Regions from separate parts of the Danio rerio genome. Here region 2 is linked to region 1. A link is a contact called in public Hi-C data. All regions are on one chromosome and are shown on one strand. Each heading gives the region's core, a stretch centred on a gene start, on an enhancer-like site or on the middle of the called end of the contact. The rest is flanking DNA. Distances are from core to core; before and after follow the strand shown. Region 1 holds the start of selenos (selenoprotein S). Region 2 holds the start of asb7 (ankyrin repeat and SOCS box containing 7).

Evidence for each region. A called contact is a pair of places that touch in the nucleus more often than the background predicts.
Region 2: a contact with region 1 is called in a Hi-C map of hematopoietic stem cells, with 4 times the contacts expected there. The contact joins the promoter of asb7 here to the promoter of selenos in region 1. A contact is called at or near these places in 1 of 18 Hi-C or Micro-C datasets (hematopoietic stem cells) and 1 of 4 datasets of contacts at active chromatin or transcription factors (embryo).

What each region holds. Positions count from the first base shown.
Region 1 is chr7:9,138,911-9,142,647 of GRCz12tu, forward strand. selenos (selenoprotein S) reads left to right here and starts at 1,772. Exons shown (of 6, transcript NM_001045334.3): 1 at 1,772-2,002. The coding sequence starts at 1,921.
Region 2 is chr7:9,754,683-9,758,419 of GRCz12tu, forward strand. It overlaps asb7 (ankyrin repeat and SOCS box containing 7), which reads right to left and starts at 2,029. Exons shown (of 6, transcript NM_214730.2): 1 at 1,974-2,029; 2 at 1,114-1,190. It overlaps lins1 (lines homolog 1), which reads left to right and starts at 2,131. Exons shown (of 8, transcript XR_012383123.1): 1 at 2,131-2,267.

The DNA.
Region 1 (3,737 bases), core at 522-3,021:
TTGGCTCTATGCGGGTTCCAGTAGGTCTTCTGCAATATTTGTGCTGATCGGGACTGGAATCAACGACAAGACTTTTGTCAGGTAATGTATAACTGAAACAATGTAAAGTAAATAAAAGAAAACAAATAATGAGCATATAAATTATAATAACCTGCAGGCAAATTATCAAGTTATATAACATCTAGAAAGTCCTTTTAAAGGTTTACAGTTTTTACACATTTTAAACATTTTGTAACAATATTAGTAATTAGGGTGGTGCAGTGGGTAGCAGCACGATCGCCTCACAGCAAGAAGGTCGCTGGTTTGAGTCTCGGCTGTGTCATTTCTGTGTGGAGTTTGCATGTTCTCCCCATATTCGCATGGGTTTCCTCCGGGTGCTCAGGTTTCCCTGACAAGTCCAAAGACATGCAGTACAGGTAGATTGGTTAGGCTAAATTGTCTGTAGTGTATGTGTGAATGAGAATGTATGGATGTTTCCCAGAGATGGGTTGCAGCTGGGAAGCATCCGCTGCGTAAAACATATGCTGGAGACCCCAGAACAATAAAGGGACTATAAGCTGAAAAGAAAATGAATGAAATAATGTTAGTATGTAATTGAAATCAAGTAAGACAATCTACCCTACTGAAAAAAACAGCGTAAACCAGCCTTGGCTGGTTGGCTGGTTTTAGCTGGTCGACCAGGCTGGTTTTAGAGGGGTTTTGGTCACTTTCAGGCTGGTTTCCAGCCATTTCCAGCCTGGTCTTAGCTGGTCAGGCTGGGAGATGACCAGCTAAAACTAGCTTGACCAGCCTAGCCAGGATGGAAGCCCAGCCAAAACCAGCTTTGTCCAGCTTAAACCAGGCTGGTCAAGCTGGTTTTAGCTGGTCATTTTCTAGCCTGACCAGCAAAAACCAGGCTGGAAATAGCCAAAACCCCTCTAAAACCAGGTTGGTCAACCAGCTGAAACCAGCCAACCAGCCTAGGCTGGTTTAAGCTGGATTTTTCAGCAGGGTAGTAAATTAGGTAGTAGTGAAGGAACTTTCGATTTATTAATTATTATTTGCTTATTAAAATAAAACTGCCTGTTATGTCACACGAGGAAAAATCAATGTTAAAATACATTTTTGTTGTAAAAAAAGCACAAAAGAATCTGACCAAAATTCTTAAACATGGAATAAAAAGATGATATGATAACCTACAGGCTTCCATTTGAACGGCTCTATGCACAGCTAACATTATGATTTAAAGCCAACAATAAACTTCCGGTGAAAGCTTAATGTGACTTAATTCAATTCCACAAGGTTGCTTTTACAGCAACGATGCTGTAATGTAATTAAAATACATTCAGTTCAACAGAGTTAAGCATTCATTTAGTTGTTGAATCATAAAACGAGATGAAAGACCGTTGTAACCACTAGCATCGTCAGTAGCAACAGGCTAGCGCAGGAACTCCATTGAAAATACTGGGGTCAAATACAGCTGTCATATTTTAAAGATGTGACGGGGGGAAATGGAGTTTAATGCAGTGCTTCTTTTCCGATCTGAGACCCACGTCATATCGTATGTAAAACAGGCATTGAATATCACTGATTTTTAAAGAAATCAGATCTTAAATGTGATCATTTTATAATGGAGAGACACAAAATGTGTAAGGTAATATCCAAGCCTTTTCAAATAATTGAATAACTGAAATAACAGTCAGACTTGAAAGCAATATACGTCATAATCAAAATATAAACTTTTATTTTTATGACAGCCTTCGTAGTGCGACAAGCCTCCACGTCATCCTAACGCTGATTGGCTGTCTCACGGCTGCGGAAGTGAGTCAGTGTGGCGTTGCAGGTTAGCTCGCGTACAGCAACAAGAAGAGAATAAACATGTGTTAGTTATTATATATTTTCAAAACAATATCGTAAAACAGCTCAAAGGTGCTGTGAAGGATGGAGGCGGAGGACGGAGCGCGTGTCCGGAATGAAGATGTTCCTCCGCAGAACCAGGATCTAAGTTTCCTTCAACCGTCTGGTATGTAAACATGAGCCCAGGCTTCACTTTACTGAGCTAATACTTACCTGTGAACGGTATTTAGATGTATAATGTCAAATGTTTTGCTTTATTAATATCTAATAAGCACATGTGTGTTCGAAAAGGACTCGTCGGTAACAATGAATCGACGTTTTGTAGCGAAGTGATACGGAAATGATGAGAACACAGAAAAAGCTTGTGTATTTAGCCAGTTACTGCTTATTAGTTACAGTAGAACCTGTACTGAATTAGATGCACGAGTTATTTTTAATATTGTATGTATTAAACAGTTAACAATTCAATAATACAACAACCATATATGACAGTTCCCAATTGTTTTATTTTATTTGCAATATTTTGTTTGTAAATGCTCCAGCGTAGTATTAATTATAGTTTGTAGTATTAATTATGCTCCTGTATAGTATTAGTGAACAGTAAACTATAATAAATACTGTAGTATACTTTAGTTTTCAGTAAACTGTGGTGTTACCTTAAACATAGTTAAAGAAAGCTACCATATTGGGTAATTTGTTTGTATTAGTATCGTTGTTGTACCATATAGCAACTATAATAGTACCACAACCGGCTAATACCCCTATTATACTGTGGTTTGGTTCAAAAACACAATTCACCTATAGCGCATGTGTTCGGACTTGTGGGGGAAACCAGATAACCCAGAGGAATCCCAAACAAACATGGGGAGAACATCCAAACTGACCCAGCCGGGTCTCAAACCAGGACCTTCTTTCTGTGAGGCGATTGTCCTACCCACTGTGCCACCGTGATGCCAAAAAGAATTTTGTATTTATTTGTATATATTACTAGTATTTTATATATATATATATATATATATATATATATATATATATATATATATATATATATATATATATATAATATTATTATTATTATTTATTTTTTTATTTTTTTATTATTTGCAACTAAAAGGGCATCAGCTGCGTAAAACATGTGCTGGATAAGTTGGCGGCTCATTCCTTTGTGGCGACCCCAGATTAATAAAGGGACTAAGCTGAAAAGGAATGAATGAGTAATGAGTAACTTTCATGAAGACAATAATATATATGAGCAATTCCAGCGTTATGGATGTGACATTTGCAGTAAAAACTCAAAACATAATTTCACACAGAAAGTATATGTTGACATTGTATCGAAACTTCTGTTTATATTTTCCAAAATAGCTCACCACAGAGTTATGGTAGCAGAAAAATATCAATATGTAAACATGTTTTATATTTTAAATTAGGAAAATAAACATGCGTTATTGATGTGACAAAAAAAGTTTGCGAATTTACAATGGACAACAGATTATTTAGAAATTCTGACAGTTAAACTGCACAACCCAAAAGAAACAATGCTCATCAAACAGGTATGAATCGGCTCACTATAGAATTATAATGATTGATTTTATTTTATTTGACATTTTTGCATTCATGAAGAAAAAGGGTCGTTATGGATGACACATTTCCGTTATGGATGTGACAGCTGTGAAATAGTCACTTGTGTGATTTTGGCAAATTAAATATAATAGTTTGAAATACTGACAGATACTTTTACGAGTATTTTTACAGTACTGTAAAATACTTGCTAAAACAAAAAATGTAGAAACAGTTTGTCTATTTTGGTGAAAACTAAATTATTTTTTATGGCAACGTTGACATTTGCATGGAATTGCCCATATATATATATATATATATATATATATATATATATATAT
Region 2 (3,737 bases), core at 779-3,278, 620 kb after region 1:
ACAATATTCAAAATTATTTTACATTTATATGTAAAATATTTGGTCGTTCTTTATATCTAAGAGGACCACATGATGGTTTGACAGACTAAATATAAGCTAAAAACTTTTTATCTTAGATTTTTGAAAAAGGAAACCTCCATACTTCGCTTTTAAAATGATTTTGCATAGGGATGCACCGATCGATCTGCCGGAGATCGATCGATCGATCGGTACTCGCTGACCTGGTCGATCTCATGAACTAATCACAAGTGTTTATGTTAGTTGGACATGAGCAAAATATTTGAATGACCTTACATGCATTTAGGTCTTTTAACATCAAAGAACTGAAAGTTCTGTGTTTTTGACAATATTGCAAGTTTAATAAAACATGGCTGAAAGTATAACATACAATTAATAATAATAAAAAAAACATTAAAATATTTTTTGACATGAATATTTAATAATATAACATCTTGTAATTTACTTATTACAATCAACAGTACTTTATAGACATACTTCCTATTAGTAAAGTAGGATTTATAGGAAATAGATTTATAGGTGTGCATTTTAACTTCCTATGCATCAAATATACGCTTCAAACATTTCTTGATTGAGACATGTTGAATTTTTTTAAATCATTTGCAACGTTTCCAAACTGCATTGTTAGTTTTATAATTACTTATTATAATCTTATAATAAATACCTATTTATAGTGGTTATAAGAGACGTGTTTAGGGGGTTATATGCAGTATCCTTCATTTATTATATTGGCTAAGGAGAGATCTCCACTTAAGTGTTATACCTAGAGGGAAAAGAGGGTTTGAGGGTTTTATGCATTATAAAGCTTAACGCATCCGAATCGGTACTCATTATCAGCCAATCACCATGAAAAGGAATCAGTACTCGGTATCGGCTGCAAAAATCCTGATCAGAGCATCAGTAATCTTGCAATACTTTTGCAGGAAAAGTGAATAGTTAAAATATGGAAATACTGACATACTGGAAATATTATTCTCCGTACAAAGCCACTAAACCCTACACAAACAACATAAGACAACACATCGAAATGCCAGAAATTACTTTAAAATCTATTTAAAGCAAACAAAAAAAAAACCCAGCTATATGTGAAATTACCATTCATTAATGTCTTGTCGATCTGAAACAGCCTGTGTGTTCTGCATCCATATTCACATCCACTTCAGATCTCCATTCTAGACATGAAGAATGCAGAAACATCAGTATTTGAATGCACACACACATATAACTCAATACACACACACACACATCATTTTTACATGCATTAACGCGTATAAATGCAGATGCATCACATTCAATTAGCCAAATCTAAGCGACGACGTCTTATTTACACAATTATCCGTCACATTACATTGAACATTTCTCTAATACTAACCTCAGCATTCAATATTTACAACCACCCATCAGTTCTTAATGTTATTGTCTTTCATTTTGTGAAAAACGAGCATTTGAATACTTACATTCACCTTTAAACACACACAGATTCGCTAACATAAACGACACACACCACAAACGACCCGAGTTTCTCCATCACCACGGTAAATAAAAGGTAAACAATTGATGTTTGCAGCAGCTGCTCCACTGAGAACAATGAATCTGTTAGCTGGTGCGCTAAAGCAGCTAAAATGAGCCTCAAACAAACACCAAACCGGCTCTTTTAAAAGCCAGGAGTAACTAACTTAATCTGAACACCACTCAAACACATAACACGTTAACACTCATATCGAGGACTAAAGTGAGGCAGAATTCGCTAAACTCTCTGACTGACATGCACAGTTACTACATTAGCATTGTTAGCTTTTAGCCAGCGGTTATTGACCATTTTCAGAACAACACCGCTTTTAAAGTTACTCAAACTCTCTTAACCTTCACCTAGAGGAAACGTCAAACAATATCGGCTCAATTAAGGCCATAATGGCACAGGGGACAAATATAGAAAATATATATAACATACATACAGAGTACAAATACAGTCAGGTAGCCATGAACATCTCCAAGGCTTCAAACCGCAACGCCCAATCAGATTCGAGCTGTCAAATACGTCACGCCTACATCATAATGCTGTAAAAGCAGTACGCCGCTTGGCATATTTATTTTTTTGCGACAATTGTGGCTGAATAAAGGCAAACAGCAGTACATGTGGTTCATTTCCGCGGATATTATGATATCGTTCTACACAAATATAAAAATGAGCAGTTTTTATCACGTTACGAGTTCTGCTTATACGCAGCATCTTTCGTAAAGTCACGTAAGTAAGTCACTGGATTTCAGTACGATTTTATGTGTATTGTAACGTTATATCTCTAATTACACTTTAAGAATTTCTAAATATTACTAATATTTCTTTAGGAAATGAATATCTCAGAGACTGAATCAATTAAAAATTTTGATTGGAAATTCGCCATAAAGCTTGTAAGTGATACACTAAGCTATTTATTTCTCTCGTAATATCAACATATAAGATTTCACTTGATATAAGGAGCATTACTTTGGATCTAAATGAAAATATTTATTATTTTAAACTTAAAAATGTCATCAGTAGTTTACAGAACAAAACAAAAATGACCTTTTATGCAAACACTATCAACTATCGAATGTAACTCCAGCAAAATTGATGAATTATAAGTGTTGTTTATATATTAAACAGTCAAATTATTCATCTTTATTGTACTTTAAAAAGTGTTTACCATTACTATGTGATAAATATCAGTTCTGTTGTTGTTCATTATTATAAATAAATTATATAAACGTTGAGATGGTTGGAAAATCGCCATAAAGCTTGTAAGTGATGCACTAAGCTATTTATTTCTCTCGTAATATCAACATATAAGATTTCACTTGATATAAGGAGCATTACTTTGGATCTAAATGACAACATTTATTATTTTAAACTTAAAAATGTCATCAATAGTTAACAGAACGAAACAAAAAAGACTGTTTACGCAAACACTGTGAACTATCAATTGTAACTCCAGCAGAATTGAGTAATTATAAAGTGTGTTGTTTATGTATTAAACAATCAAAGTACATTAAATCCTTAATGCACTTTAAAAAAAGTTTTTTTGATTAATTTGTGAAAAAATATAAGTTCTCCCTACTCAAAAAACAGCCTAAACCAGCCTAAGCTGACTGAGGTAAAGCAGGTTTGATATTCGCACATTCGTTCATTTAATGGCCCATATATTGTTTACCATGCTAAGTTGAATATTGAGTCTGAAAAAGCATGCAGGGATGACTTTAAAGCAACATTAACACTATCTAATGGACATTTTCTGCTAATATGATTTCACTATTTAGAATTAGCAAAGAATACTCATCTGACATTATATTATTAAGTGGAAAGTCAGAATATAAAAAATATAAAACCAACTTTACCTCTGTCCTAAGCTGGTTGGCTGGTTTTTAGCTGGATGACCAGCCTGGTTTTAGAGGGATTTTGGCCACTTCCAGGCTGATTTCCGGCCATTTCCAGCCTGGTCTTAGCTGGTCAGGCTGGAAAATGACCAGCTAAAATCAGCTTGGCCAGCCTGGTTAAAGCTGGACATTGCTAGTTTTGGCTGGGCTCCCAGCCTGGCTAGGCTGGTCAAGATGGTTTTAGCTGGTCATCTCCCAGCCTCTCATAATATCAACATATACGATTTCACTTGATACAAGTACCTATTTTTTGTTCTAAATGACAACATTTCTTATTTTAAACTCAGAAAAGTCATTAGTAGTTTACA